Regions from separate parts of the Zea mays genome. Here region 1 is linked to region 2. Evidence: chromatin contacts called from public Hi-C data. All regions are on one chromosome and are shown on one strand. The core of a region is the stretch at or near the end of the contact, and the rest is flanking DNA. Distances in the headings are between cores, read along the strand shown. Region 1 holds the start of LOC103652919 (pentatricopeptide repeat-containing protein At5g06540). Region 2 holds the start of LOC100272643.

The links. A called contact is a pair of places that touch in the nucleus more often than the background predicts.
Region 1: a contact with region 2 is called in a Hi-C map of endosperm, with 3 times the contacts expected there. The contact joins the promoter of LOC103652919 here to the promoter of LOC100272643 in region 2. A contact is called at or near these places in 8 of 25 Hi-C or Micro-C datasets (bundle sheath, ear, endosperm and 4 more).

Annotation. Positions count from the first base shown.
Region 1 is chr4:20,593,000-20,600,218 of Zm-B73-REFERENCE-NAM-5.0, forward strand. It overlaps LOC103652919 (pentatricopeptide repeat-containing protein At5g06540), which reads left to right and starts at 5,055. Exons shown (of 1, transcript XM_008679912.2): 1 at 5,055-7,219. The coding sequence starts at 5,111. The coding sequence ends at 6,547. LOC100217198 (ELMO/CED-12 family protein) reads right to left here. Exons shown (of 8, transcript NM_001143557.1): 7 at 7,075-7,169; 8 at 6,730-6,984. The coding sequence ends at 6,886.
Region 2 is chr4:20,378,359-20,385,060 of Zm-B73-REFERENCE-NAM-5.0, forward strand. LOC100272643 reads right to left here and starts at 2,691. Exons shown (of 7, transcript NM_001147102.1): 1 at 2,560-2,691; 2 at 2,198-2,446; 3 at 1,984-2,056; 4 at 340-671. The coding sequence starts at 2,626.

The sequences.
Region 1 (7,219 bases), core at 3,805-6,304, 220 kb after region 2:
TACCATGGTACAGTGGCTCCTTCTCAATGAATCCATCGACGACTGGCCCCCACCTTGGCCTGTAAAAAGACGAGGACGGTCACAAAAGAAAGGGATGAACAGACAGAGAACCATAGAGCTAAGGACACTTGACGGAAGGCAATTACACATGCTCAACGAGACCTAAAGGCCTAGAGGACGGAGCCAAGGCTTAGCGTAGGCTCCAAACCAGTAGTCTTTTAGGCCCACCCTCGCATAAGAGGTTTGAGAGATCTTCTTCCCTCCCTCTCTCGCTTGTAACCTGCTTGTAACCCATATTACGAGCATCGAGTAACAAAGATGTCGGTAGCGTGAGCCACCAAAGACTGGATGTAGGGACGTTCTGTCCGAACCACTATAAACGTTGCACCCACCGAGCACACCAATCGAAGCATAGAACCAGCACATAGAAATTTACTTGTTAGAGCAGAGGTTTGAAACACCGACAGTTGGTGCGCCAGGTAGGGGTCCTGTGCGTTCTCGACGAACTCTTCAGGCTCCAGATGGCCGCCGCGACGCCGATCGGTTCCTCTAAACGACAATCTACTCTGGGAACCTTAACTTCGTCTTCTACGATGAAGGGGAAAGGGTCAAGGCCCTGGAAGCCTGACCCCTTCATCCTAGGAGTCTCAACGCTATGACGTGGTCCTGCGGTGACCCCCATGCCGTTCTCACTCTCAGAGTGATTGATCGCTTCAGGAGCCTCGACTTCATCATCGACAAAGATGACGAGATGGTCCAAGCGTCACCCACCTGACCTTCACCGCCCAAAAACCCGAACATCGTTGTGGAAGCACTCGGCGGCCTCAACCTTACCCTACAGGGGCAAGGTACAGAGCAGGGATTGTCCTTGCCCTCCAAGGCCTACAAAATAAGGCGACACATTGCAACCCATATGGGCCCTGACCTGTCATATGACGATCTGCGAGCCTTCTTCTCATCCTACGTGGATCTTTTCACATGGTATGACGAGGAAAGGTTGCCTTGCCATGATGACTCTAGTAGCAGCCCTCACACGTTTCCACCTCACTAGTGCCATGCTCCGGGGGTGATCGTGGCCCAGAGCCACCTCCCAACTACCGATGACTTGGAGTTTGTCGGGATAGTCGAAGGTGGTGGATACCTCATTTTTGATGCCCTTTGCTCAGGCTCAGGCTCGGACCTTGTCTCCCCAACAAGCAGTGAGGACAGACCTCCCAACGATGAGGAAAATGAAGGACACCTTATCCTCGCGACCCATGTCCCCCCTAGAAGGACATGCGTTGTCGGTGACACTAGCAAACTAGGGTGCTACATGAGGCAAGACCCTAAGGAACCCCCCCCCCCCCCCCCCCGTAGTTCCCGGTCGGAACGGGTTCACATCCCGCTTGTATTTCCTCAGCGTTTGTCAATAAAAAGAGATTTAAAATTGTTCCTAGTGTCGGACATAGGAAAAAGGGGGTGGACCCCAACCTAGGCCCGACTCAATCTCTCTATCGACCTCTCTCTCTTCCTTTCCTTTTCTCGCCTCCTCTCTATAACTCACAGGGTAGGCGGCACGACGCTGAGGACACCGGAGGAGCAAGGCAAATACGGAGGAGTCAACGGAGTGATGTGCGGGAACCCCCACCGACAAACCAGCGACATTACTCTTGCCTTTCAAAACTAATCGTTTGGAACCTTCTTATTTTACTTTGAAAGGGTGCCCAACGAAATGCGTTGCTGCATCGTGCCTCCCTCCTACCGAACCCTCAACGGGGAGGGGGCCAAGGACAACGTAACCTAGAGTCCCTGCAAATGGACCCTAAGGATGGGAGACATGTAGGTCGACCCTACCCTCATCCTTATTAGAACGGACCTAAGGGACAAGTGGCGTGAATGGAGGGGGCCACTAAGGAAGCTGGTCAAGACTATGAACGCTTACGCCTCGAAAGCTATAATTATGGACGCCAGTGGAATTTTGGGTCCTGAAGTCATAGATACCTACCCCCAAGTGGACGAATGCTAACAAGGACGAAGCAGGAAAAGGCGCATGAAACCCTAACATCAATCATTAATTTATTCCCATTCTTACAAATTCTTTGGAAAAAAATTAATCCTAGTTATTTATTATTAGGAAACGTGAAATACAACTCTCTACTCAGTGCTAGGCGAAGGGTTCAATCGATGCTTCCAGGTCTTCGGGTATTGTTATCTCACCATCCATTAGCATGACAGAGGCATTCTCGATCCCGCTTGATCGAGTCGTCAAGATGAGACCCAGTCGTGACCAGTGCGTGGTGAACCCCGAGCCAGAACGCATTAGCCTCTAGTTCCCGAATGCGGCTAGCGATGAGCGCCATCAAGGAGGTCAGGGCGAACAAATCCTTTGATTGTGAAATCCCAAAACGATCGAGTTTGAGATCAATGGCCGCACACAGACTGGAGTGCTTAGTGTCAAAAGCCTACAAATAGTCTTCCGCGTGTGAAAGCTCTCCTATCACCTCTCCTAGTGAAACAAAAAATCCCATGAGGATCGCCGAAATTCGGAAAGTCAAGAAAGCGAAGAGGGAAGTACATGAATCTTACCCTCTGATGAGGCCCTCAACAAAGAGCGTTCAATGCCACTTTCTGGTAATGGCGCCTCATTAGGGTCTGACTGGACCCTCGTGAGGCCACGCCTCGCCTCAGGCACAAGATTCGTGGGCTCGGCCCCCCTTTTGATCTCGTGACCAGCCTCAACCACCACCTCGTATAGGATGACGAAACTTTCGTGTCCCTTTGACAGGATAGGCTGTCGCCATATGTTTCATAAAAAAATAAGGTTACTACATGATAAACATATGAATTTAATGCAATTGGAATTGATGAAAAAGGAGTTAAAATGAATTACTTATGAATTAAACAAGATTATAGAATTATTTGTATACTAGAAATCATTTTCTATATTAATTTACTCAATTTATTTAACTTCTGGGTTGTGGCTAGGATTTTCTAATAGTTCAGGGTTTAGATTGTTAAAATCAGGACATATCTGCTATGTTTTCAACATAGAGGGGGACGACGGGTTGATATGTAAAAAGGGTAGGGCTCTTTTACAAAATGGGATCGACGAAGGGGTATCCTTGCACTGGAGCCGATGGATCTTGGATCTACGGTCAGGATTAAATTATCATTATAATGAATCGGTCTTCAATAGGAACCCTAAGATAATGTATGCACGACCCGGATTTTATGTTGATCAAACCGACGTGGTTCGCCTGATCTATCATCAACGCTCCAGATGCCTTCCCCCCGAACTGGTATCCTACTTCTAATCCGGGCCATCGACGTTGGATCCGACGGCGCACGGACCCGCAACACTATCGGACGAACAGGGCGGCGCCGCCCCCAACGTGCACGACGGAGGTTCGCCGAAGCAACCCTGATTCCCAACTCGACAACCTAATTCGATCCCTGTTCGGTGCTATGCGAAGAAAAGGAGGTGACGACGGCAGCGTGGCAGTGACTCCCGGCCACGGTGCACGGCGGACACATGGTGGAGCTTGTGCCCCGACAACAAATTCTGAGGCCCTTGGTCACCAATCCACCGCAGCGAGGCCACAGACACTATCCTCGAGGCACGGTGAAACACCTAGGCATGATTCCGAGGACACGACGACGAGCTCACTAATTTGAATCGGGCCGCACCCACACCCTCTCTTGGTTTCTCTCAGCAATGGCCGGTGGTGCATGGATTCCTAGCACAGATGGATGGGGAAGGGGGAGGTCGACGATACACGACTCCATATATGGACGAGGTGAGACAGTTGGGGCGCCAGCTAACTCCCCGCTGGCGGCGAGATTGGCGGCGGGTTGTTATAGAGGGAAGCCGCGAGATAAAAGATGCATAAGAGCCCGGTGGTCCACTTGGCAGCGAGTATGGCACGGGTGCTGTACTGAATGGCTGAGCAGTGGGCCCGACATGCAGTACTTGGCACGGGCGCGCCTCACCTGCGATGGGTGACTGACCAGTGGTCCGGTGATATCAGCCACAGGACTGACGCGGGGGCACGTTGTTGCTTCGGTGTGGTTGGTCTTTGGTCCCACATGTCGGTGCCGCGATGTTGTGAGGGACGGTGACGGACTAGCGGGCCCCTCCCCCGGGACAGCGCGCGCCCTGGGTCTGCGGCGTGAAAGGTAAACCCCAACCCTTTTCGTAGGCGGTTGTCTTCTCTTTTGTTTTCTTCTTTTCTTGTCTTTTTCTATTTTCAAATTCAAGGATTCAAACTAAATTTAAATTCCTGTTTTGAACTTCAACCTTCCAAATATCCAATAAAATCCTAATATGAATAATACTTCTACGGTTTGAAATAGTATTATTTTTTTCTTTCCATTCTTTAATTCTTTTGCTCCCATATTCTCAGATCTCAAATTTCAATTTGAAGCTAGATTTGTTTTAAATATAAGTTTGAGTTTGATGCACAAACAAAGAAATTGTAGCATGATGCATAAGTTCACGTGTTTATTTGATATTTATCTAAAAAGGAAATATGTCTCAATAATAAGTCACATAATCAAAATGACTCTTTTATTATTTCTTAAATGACTAGAGTCCTAGAGACTATATTCCAGGCTTTACAGCCAAGTCCAATATTTGGCTTGGGAGATATTTAAGGAGTTGTTTGAGAATGGTCCCTTTTTTTATCTATTTGACAGGGAGATGGTAATATAAATCCATGCTTAAACCCAACTTTTTTTAAGAAAGGATTTGTTCGCTGTTCCTGATAGTCTTGCTAGATTTGTTCGCTGTTCCTTGGAAAACAGGGGAAGAACTCCCCAATCCCCATACGTGCCCCCGACGCCTGCGCAAGCCATCCGGATTAGACGTTGGCAACTCGGTGTATATTTGTGCCAAGAAGCTTAAGCTATGGGTTTGAAGCACCAAATAAATTAGGAGTACATAACAAGAGCTATTGAATATGGTTTTTCTACTATTTCTCTAAAATAAAGTTTTAAAAAAACTATTTTGGAGCTGTTGGACAGAGATGCTCAAATACATACCTAGACAGACTTTTGATTACCATTCTTCCTTTTCCGCTCGGCACCTCCCCATCTACGGATCTACCGAGCATCGAAGGCACACGATCCAAATATGCCTTCGGCGCCGCTCGTCGCGGCTGCCATCGGCACGCGCGTCAGCCTCCGCCCGAACCTCTCACTCCTCGCCGATCGTTGCGCTACACCTTGCGCCCTAGCCCGCGTGCACGCCGCCATGCTCGTCTCCGGCCGCCTCGCCGAGGACGCTTTCGCCGCGTCCCGGCTCCTGGACGCCTACGTCGCGCTCTCTCCGGATCCCGCTGCCGCCGCACTCGCGCTCCTCTCCTCCCTGCCCTGCGCGCCCAACTCCTTCATGTTCAACACCACGCTCCGCGTGCTCGCTTCCTCCCCGGACCCGGCCACCGCATTCCCCTTCTTCTCCCGCATCCACGGCACTGGAGCCCTCGTGCCCGGCCGGCACACATTCCCCTTCCTCCTGAAGGCCGCCGCGCGCCTTCCGCTCTCTCTCCCCGTCACCGAACAGCTCCACGCGCTCGCCGTCCGGCACGGGGTCCACCTCGATGCCTACGTCGCCAATGGCCTCGTTCGGGCCTACTCCGTGGCGGGCCTTCTCCGCCCCGCGCGCAGGGTGTTCGACGAGGTGCCCGAGCGGAACGCGGCCGTGTACACTACCATGGTCTCCGCGTACGCGCAGAACGGGAGGCACGAGGACGCGATGGCGGCGTTCGTCCAGATGGTCCGCGTGGGCTTCGAGCCCTGCGGCGCCGCGCTGGCCTCGGTGCTGTCTGCGTGCGCGCGGTCGCCGTCGGGCGGGCTCGAGATGGGCCGTCACGTGCACGACCTAATGGTGGCACGGGGCGTGGCAGTTGGTCCCATCCTCGGCACGGCGCTGGTCGACATGTACGTCAAAAATGGCGCCATTGAGGAGGCCTTGGCAGTGTTCGACGGGCTGCCAGAGCGGCGCGTGCCGGCTGCATGGAACCCTCTCATCTCGGGGCTGGCGAACCTCGGGCACGGTGAGCGTGCACTCGACTTTTTCAGACGGATGCAGCGGGAGGGTGTGCCACCGAATGCGACCACACTCGTCGGGGCACTCTCGGCGTGCTCCCACCCAGGGCTGCTGGACGAGGCCCGCCGGCTGTTCAGGTCCATGGAGAAGGACTTCGGGATCGTTCCAGGAATCCAGCACTACGGATGCATGGTGGACCTCCTTGGCCGTGCTGGCCTCTTATCGGAAGCGGAGGATATGATACGGGAGATGTCATGCAAGGCGGACACCGTGATATGGGGAGCACTCCTGACGGCCTGCAAGAACCACGGTGTCATTGAGATTGCGGAGCGGGCAGCGGTGGAGATGCTGAAACTAAATCCCAGTAACCATGGAGTGTATGTGGTACTGTCCAACTTGTATGCCGAGGCTGGTAGGTGGCAGGACGTGGACAAGCTGAGGAAGGTGATGAAGGGAGCGAGGCTCTCTAAAATCCCTGGGGCAAGCGCAGTTAATGGTGATGGGTCACTGGAGCAACCATAGTTATCGCCACCACAAGGAAATGTGCTGGTCTAGTTCCCCGTTGTGCTCATGAAAGTTTATGGCAATCCCCAGAAAAGATGATGCAGATAGGAGAATGATGGGTGGATCAAATGATCAATATTAGATATCTGACAAATGCTTAGACAAGTACAGAACATTGTAACACTTCTGAGAATGTGCATATCACCATCATTAGCCCAAATTAAGCATGATACCAGTACGTCATCACTCTACTTTGTTGCTAAAAAAAATCCTCCCAGAAATCAGACAAAGGGAGGTACTATACAGTTGAACCATCAACTCAGTTCTGTTCTCCGGCGAATTCGGTGTTTTGGTTACTAGCAAAGCAGGCTGTATGACGGCATGTCTTCGATGCGGATGACATCGTCCAGCATAAGCTCCCTCTCCAGCTGGGCTCGTGTCGACTTCAGCACCTCCTGGTAGTGGCACCACAAGCATGAGATCAGTAGAACATTTGCACTTTGAGTTGAAACATAGGATGAAATGTTCATATTCTCAGAACGTACATTGAAGTCCATGTAAGATGCATTCTTGTCCAGCCACTGCTTGTCCATCACAACAAATGCGACACAGTAGAGCAGATCAAATGCCCACTCATCCTCTGTGTCAAGGAAATCAAGAGCAAGTTGTTGGACACTGATGGCATTCTTT
Region 2 (6,702 bases), core at 1,441-3,940:
TGCTATATGAATGCATTTAATATATTAAAGGAAAAGTAAGGTTAGTGCCACTGTGTTAATTACGTTGTCTGATATTTTCCATTGCCCTTTTTGTAATATTGAGACTCATGCTGTTCATTAATGCCACTGCTGATCAAATTTAGTGGCAAAACTTGTTACAGTCTTGCCATGGGTGTGATAGTGGTGTACACATAATAACAGGTTTTACACATTAGTGTCATGAATCCAAATATTACGAAAGCAATGTCAAATATCATAACCATAATTAAAATAGTGGTACAAATCTAATTCTCTCATTAAAGGAAAATCAGAGGGCACTGAAAGAAAAATACACAGTACCTGAGCACTTTTCAATAATATCTGAATGTGGAATCTTGACAGTCACTTCTTTCTCTGGTACAAAAAGTACAGGAAACTTAGACCTCAAATCAAGTTCCCACAATCCAGGCAAAGGACCTTTTTCTCTTCCATCTATATTCCCACTTTCAAAGGGCTCCTTTTTTGTAATAATGTATCTTTCCTCGATGAAGGTTTCCAAGGTGCCAACATAGACATTGCAGTCCTCAATGGAGGTAATTTTCCATGTGCGGGCAGGGTGACTTCCCCAACAGCATCGATGTCCAATATGGTCAATGAGTAGCTGTCGGATCTCCACCTCATCCAGTACATCCCTATCAGTAGATCGAACCATTCCATTGTCAGCATAGAACAACAGTCATACCAACAAAAAGACAGAATCACAGGACAGAAGGGGAGGGAAAATGATACGCAGGGAAGCAACAGTGCACTTGTTTTCAAATGGGAAAAATATGGTATTTAATCTATTTAAGCTTGGTGCAAAACGGGTAACTCCTGTTCTTGACACCATTTAACAGTTTTGGCCTTAAGATACTCCATCAAGCCAACTGATAATGGGAGTTCCCTGGAGCCTTAGTCTTCTTTTATCAAGACATCATCCTTCAACTGTATGCCCAATTATTCCTACTCTATTCACTACTTGCTGTATACATGAATTTGCTAGAAGTCTGGTCCTCGAATTCGATTATTATCAGTTAATTTAGGTCAGTTATTACCAAATTTCTTTCAAATATAACAAATTGACCTTTTAGCTTCTGTCATTTAAGTCCTGGTGCAAGTTATACATAAATGTGTTAGCTTGTTACTTATGGGTTATCTGAATGTTAACAGGAGACGTAAAACTAGAACATCTGAACTACTAGTGTTTCAAATGTTTCATGATTTCTAATCATTATGGAATTCACAGGTGTACTGAGGTGCGGTCAGAGACCTTTTCCTGAGTCCTCTAAGCAGTTGTGAATGAAAAAAATGATTTTCATATAAAATTTAGATAATCAAGGAATATTCCATCTCTATGGAAGTTTGTAGCTCATCAAAGATCATACACTTACGGTTTATCTTAAAAGAGAATATTTTGTGCAATCAATCATGCAATCAAGTGATCTGGTGCATCTAATCAAAATCGAATGGTGGTTGCTATTGCTATTTTAGGTGGAATGAGTTAAATGTAAAATAGGTACTCCTTCCGTTCTTTTTTATTTGTCGCGGTTTAGTTAAAAAATGAACTAGCGGGCGACCAATATTCGAGAACGGAGGTAGTACTATGTTTCAAGTGAAGGAGTTAAGTGTCCTCCATTGTTACTAGAGGATTATCTACTTAAGTCTTCATTGCAGCCAATACTAATAGCATACATGATGTCTCATTTATCATCATTTTACAAAATGGCATATTTGCAGAGCTCATGGATAATCCAGTTACATCAGACATCTACCATCAAAAAATGAATTGAAGGATAATAGGATTACTGATATGTTGAGTGATCATACTCATTATGAAAAATGAGAAAAAGTTAAGCATCCTCAATGATAGCTTAGTTTGGCACTTCTGAGCTACGAACATATTTCAACTAAAAGGCAGAAACAGCATATGACGAACTAGCATTTCGACTGAAAAAAAAAACTCACCTCCCGACGCTCTCAGAAGGTTGGTAACTGCCACCATACGGATATGGCCCTTGAGGAACAATCGCCAACCCTTCTGCAGATGCAACCCACAACCCAGCACCAGCAGTTTCAACAAGACAACAACTCCTTCAGTTGGTGAAAAATCGGAAGGGAAAAAGGACGATTATGTGGAGGCCGGTGGGGGAGAAGCAGAGCACCGACGGCGGCAAATTACCATTTGGATGGGGAGACGGTGGGGCATGAGATGGGGACGGGGAGAGCATGGCGCTATGAATGGACGGCGGGTAAGCATAGGCGTTGTCGCCGTTGGGAGGTGGGCCCTGGAACGTGTGGAAGCCAGCGGCGGACCTGACCTCGTCGGCGCTCACCTCAGGCCCTTCCCAGCCCCCGCCACCGCCGCGCAGCACTGAAGAGGTGCTCCGGCCCAGGAACTGGTACTGTTGCTGCTGCGGGTCCGCCGCGGCTGCAGAAATGAGGTCCCACAGATGAGCTGATGACGGGATGGGATCGGGAGCAGATGATTTGAACGCCCGCGTCGGTGTTGACGACGGTGGCGGCGAATGGAGCGGAATCTACCTGGCGGGGTGGAGGAGAGGAGGGGGCGGCGTTGCTCCTCGCCGTCGCGCTCCTCCTCGACACCCATGGATCCAGGGACTGTGTTTGGTCGGGGGAGGACAGGGCCGGGATTACCGAGTCCAAAGACTCCGCTGCGCAAAAGGGCACAAGTGCACCGCGCGCCATCTGGTGAGTGGGTGTTAAATACTGAAGCAGCTTGCGATGGAGTCGTTGCGAAGGAAGCGAACTGTCAGGACCAAAACGAACGGAAAACCGACAGAAAGTACCTCTACCATTTCCTTTTTTTTTTAGGAAAATAGAAAGGAACCGGCAAGCCCGTCAGGCCGGAGCCAGAAACGGTTCGAAAATGAAAAGAGAAGGGCGTGAATAGCAAACTAGCGTGAGAATATGTTTAAATGCAAGACGACATTACACAATAAAGTTGAGCATTTGGTTTAAATAGTACTCCCGGTCCTAAGGCCATGTTTGGTTTCAATTAATCCTAGGCCTAAACTTTAGTTCCTACATGTTTGGTTCTAGGTTCTAGGCACTAAACAGATTCTAAAGTCATTAAATACAATGTCCAAAGACTTAAATGTCCTTAGAATATACTCATAATATTAGTTATCCATAAAAAAAGTAAGGGCAACATGATAATTATGAGCTTTTAGTCTCTTTTAGCACCTATGTGAAAGACTAAAAACTAAATCATTTTAGTATATATTTTAGTCCTAGTGTTTGGCAAAAAAGAGACTAAATGGGACTAAAAACTAGAGACTAATCTTTAGTCCCTCTAACCAAACACCCCCTAAAATATATTTTTCTAGACTTCATTTTCATCTTCAGGAGTAATGAAATGAACACCGTACTCCTGCTGATGCCATTCATTCAGATCAGCTGGATAGTTAGGCACTAGAGTATTGTATTAGCGAGGAGGCATGTTTAAACCCATGTGTGCTGCAAACTACCTCAAGTTGTCATTATGCTTTTGAGCCTTGCGACGCTGCTATGCAGTGTCAACGACGTGGCTGCGATAAATAGCGAACAACCCAGCAATACCTCAAGCTAGGCGCAACAAAGGACTAGGCCTCCTTCCGTGATCCCTACGTCGACCGCCGCGGTCCATCGGACCAGAAGCGATAGCAGCACAAGAGGAGGACTCATCGAGGGGAGGCTAAGGGGGTGGCTCATCGGAGGAAGCTAGATCGCTAGAGCCAGCTGGAGCCCGCTTTGACCCGCTGAAAGGAAAATGTGTCCTTATACCATTTCTATAATGTTTTGGTGATTAAGTGTTCAACACATAGTGAGTGAGTTGTTATGTGCTAAACAAATAAGAAGTGCAAATCATATAACAAGGTATGTTTCTAGACTTAGGGCCTGTTTGGCATGGCTCCAGAGCAAAACTCCAAGGAGGAGCTGACCAGAGTATGCCAAACACTCTAACTCCAGAGTTGTAAACTCTATGGAGTTTTTGGAGCTACAGTACAATTTTTTGGAGTACCTCTTTTGCTGCTCTGAAAACTCCAAAAAAGCAACCTAGTCATGGAGTTTTGAGTTATTTACCCGCCATTGCCACTGGTTATGAGAAACAATCTAAACTCTGGAGCAGAGCTGCTCCACCCAGAGTTTTAGAGTAGAGCTGCTCTGGGGTGGAGCAGAGCCATGCCAAACACACCCTTAGTAATTGGTTTTATTCAGTCAAACAACAACTCTGGTCAGGTGCACCGGACTGTCCGGTGGTGCACCAGACAGTGTCCGATGCGCCAGGCTGGTCTCCGATGAAAAGTGCTGCTCTCGGGAATCGACTGCGGCGTACGACTAAAAATCACCGGACTGTCCGGTGAACCAACGGTCGCCAGCGCCAACGGTCGGTCGTGCAATCTTCGCGCGACACGTGGTCACGCCAACGGTCGGCAGGGGCACCGGACTGTCCGGTGTGCACCAGACTGTCCGGTGTGCACCAGACAGTGTCCGGTGCGCCAACGGGCCCGAAGCTGCAACGGTCGACTGTGCCCGATTTGGAAGGAAATCAAGCACCGGACAGGCTACAGTAGCTGTCCGGTGGCGCACCGGACCACTCGACAGAAGGCAAGGATGACCTTCCAAGTTTGCCTCCAACGGCTCCTAGCTGCCTTGGGGCTATAAAAGGGACCCCTAGGCGTATGGAGGAGCTACCCAAGCATTCTCTAAGTATTCTCAAGCATCCAGACTCCACTCTCGCGCATTCGCTTCATTGTGTTAGTGATTTGGGCTCCATTCGAGTTGTGCACTCCCTGAGTTGTTATTTGAGCTCAAGTCTTCACTTGTGTGCGTGGTTGTGCTGTGTATTTGGGTCTTGTGTGTGTTGCTATTCCCAACCTTACTCTGTGCTTTCTTTGTGATCTCAAATTGTAAGGGCGAGAGACTCCAAATTGTGGAGATTCCTCGCAAACGGGAAAAAGGCTATAAGGAAGAAAGCTGTGGTATTCAAGTTGATCGTTGGATCACTTGAAAGGGGTTGAGTGCAACCCTCGTCCATTGGGACGCCACAACGTGGAAGTAGGCAAGTGTTACTTGGCCAAACCACGGGATAAAAATCGCGTGTCTCTTGTGTTGCCTTCTCTGTGACTGTTTTATCCACAAGAACTCGCTTCGAAACTACTTAGTTGCGCTAACTAAGTTTTGTGGCTATTTAGTGTTTGATTTTACAGGATCACCTATTCACCCCCCCTCTAGGTGCTCTCAATTGGTATCAGAGTCGTACTCTTCATCTAAGGGACTAACCGCCCGAAGAGATGGATCCTAAGGGAAAGGGGATGGTGGCCAACGACAAGAAAAATGAGTCTGTCCTCAACGAGCCAAGAGAGGACAAGCCTACTGACTCAGGCTCGAGTCAAAAGAAGAGAGAAGGGAAAAAGAAGAGGCGCATTAAGAAGATCATCTACTAAGACAGCGATGCCTCGTCTTCTTCACCACACGACGACAATGACGACTCTTCAAAAAGGAAAACGGTCAATCAAAACAATTCATTTGATTACTCCCATATTCCATTTAATTCAAATGCTCATTTGCTATCAATTCCACTTGGGAAACCTCCACACTTTGATGGAGAAGACTACTCTTTCTGGAGTCATAAAATGCTTAGTCATTTATTTTCTCTCCATCCTAGTATCTGTGAGATTGTTGAAAACAGAATGCATTTTGATAGTACTGACAATCCCGTTTCATAAATGAGCAAATACATAAAAATGCACAAGCTACTACTGTCTTTCTAGCTTCACTTTGCAGGGATGAATATAATAAGGTGAGTGGCTTGAACAATGTCGGGTATCATAATTAGGGGTACCCCCAACACTCCTAAACGCGACTGGAAAACATCTTCAGAGCAAACCATAAACAGCTGATAAAGCGCGGTTCAAGTCAGGGCCTCGTCTACCAAGGGACGCGACCTCATCTGAGCCCAGCCTTGGCCTCGGACGGGAACAGTAGTCCCGGGCGGATTCACGCCTCGCCCGAGGGCCTCCTCAGACAGTGAGCGCACCCTCGGCTCACCTGAAGCCCAGCTTGGGCAAACTCTATCGTACAACGACCTCGGCCGGATCGCCCTCCCAACCGACCGTATCGCATGCGCATTTAATGCGGGGATCGCCTGACACCTTATCCTGACGTGCGTGCCTCAGTCGGCAAGGTCGAAGTGACCGCAGTCACTTCGCCCCTTTACTGACCGATCTGACAGGAAAACAGCGTTGTTCGCCCCGCTCCGACTACTGTGCCAACCACCAGGGTAAAACTTAAGTCACGATCTCCCACGAGTTCGGCCTCGGGCGCAACAGGGAGCTCCGCCTCGCCCGACCCCAAGCCTCGGCCTCGGCCTCAGCCTCGGCCTCGGGAGAAGGTCTCTGCCTCGCCCGACCTCAGGCCACGGCCTCAGCCTCGGCCTCGGGAGAAGGTCTCCGCCTCGCCTGACCCCAGGCCTCGGCCTCAGGAGAAGTCTCCGCCTAGCCTGACCTCAGCCTCGGACCGACTACGCTAGAGGGGATACATCATTACCCTACTCCTAGCTAGCTGCCTCAGGCTATGAAGGAACAAGACCGGTGTCCCATCTAAGGTTACTCCGGCAACAGGTAATGATGGTTCCCCGCGTGCGCCCATGACGTCGGTTGCTCTCAAACCCCCTACGAAAGC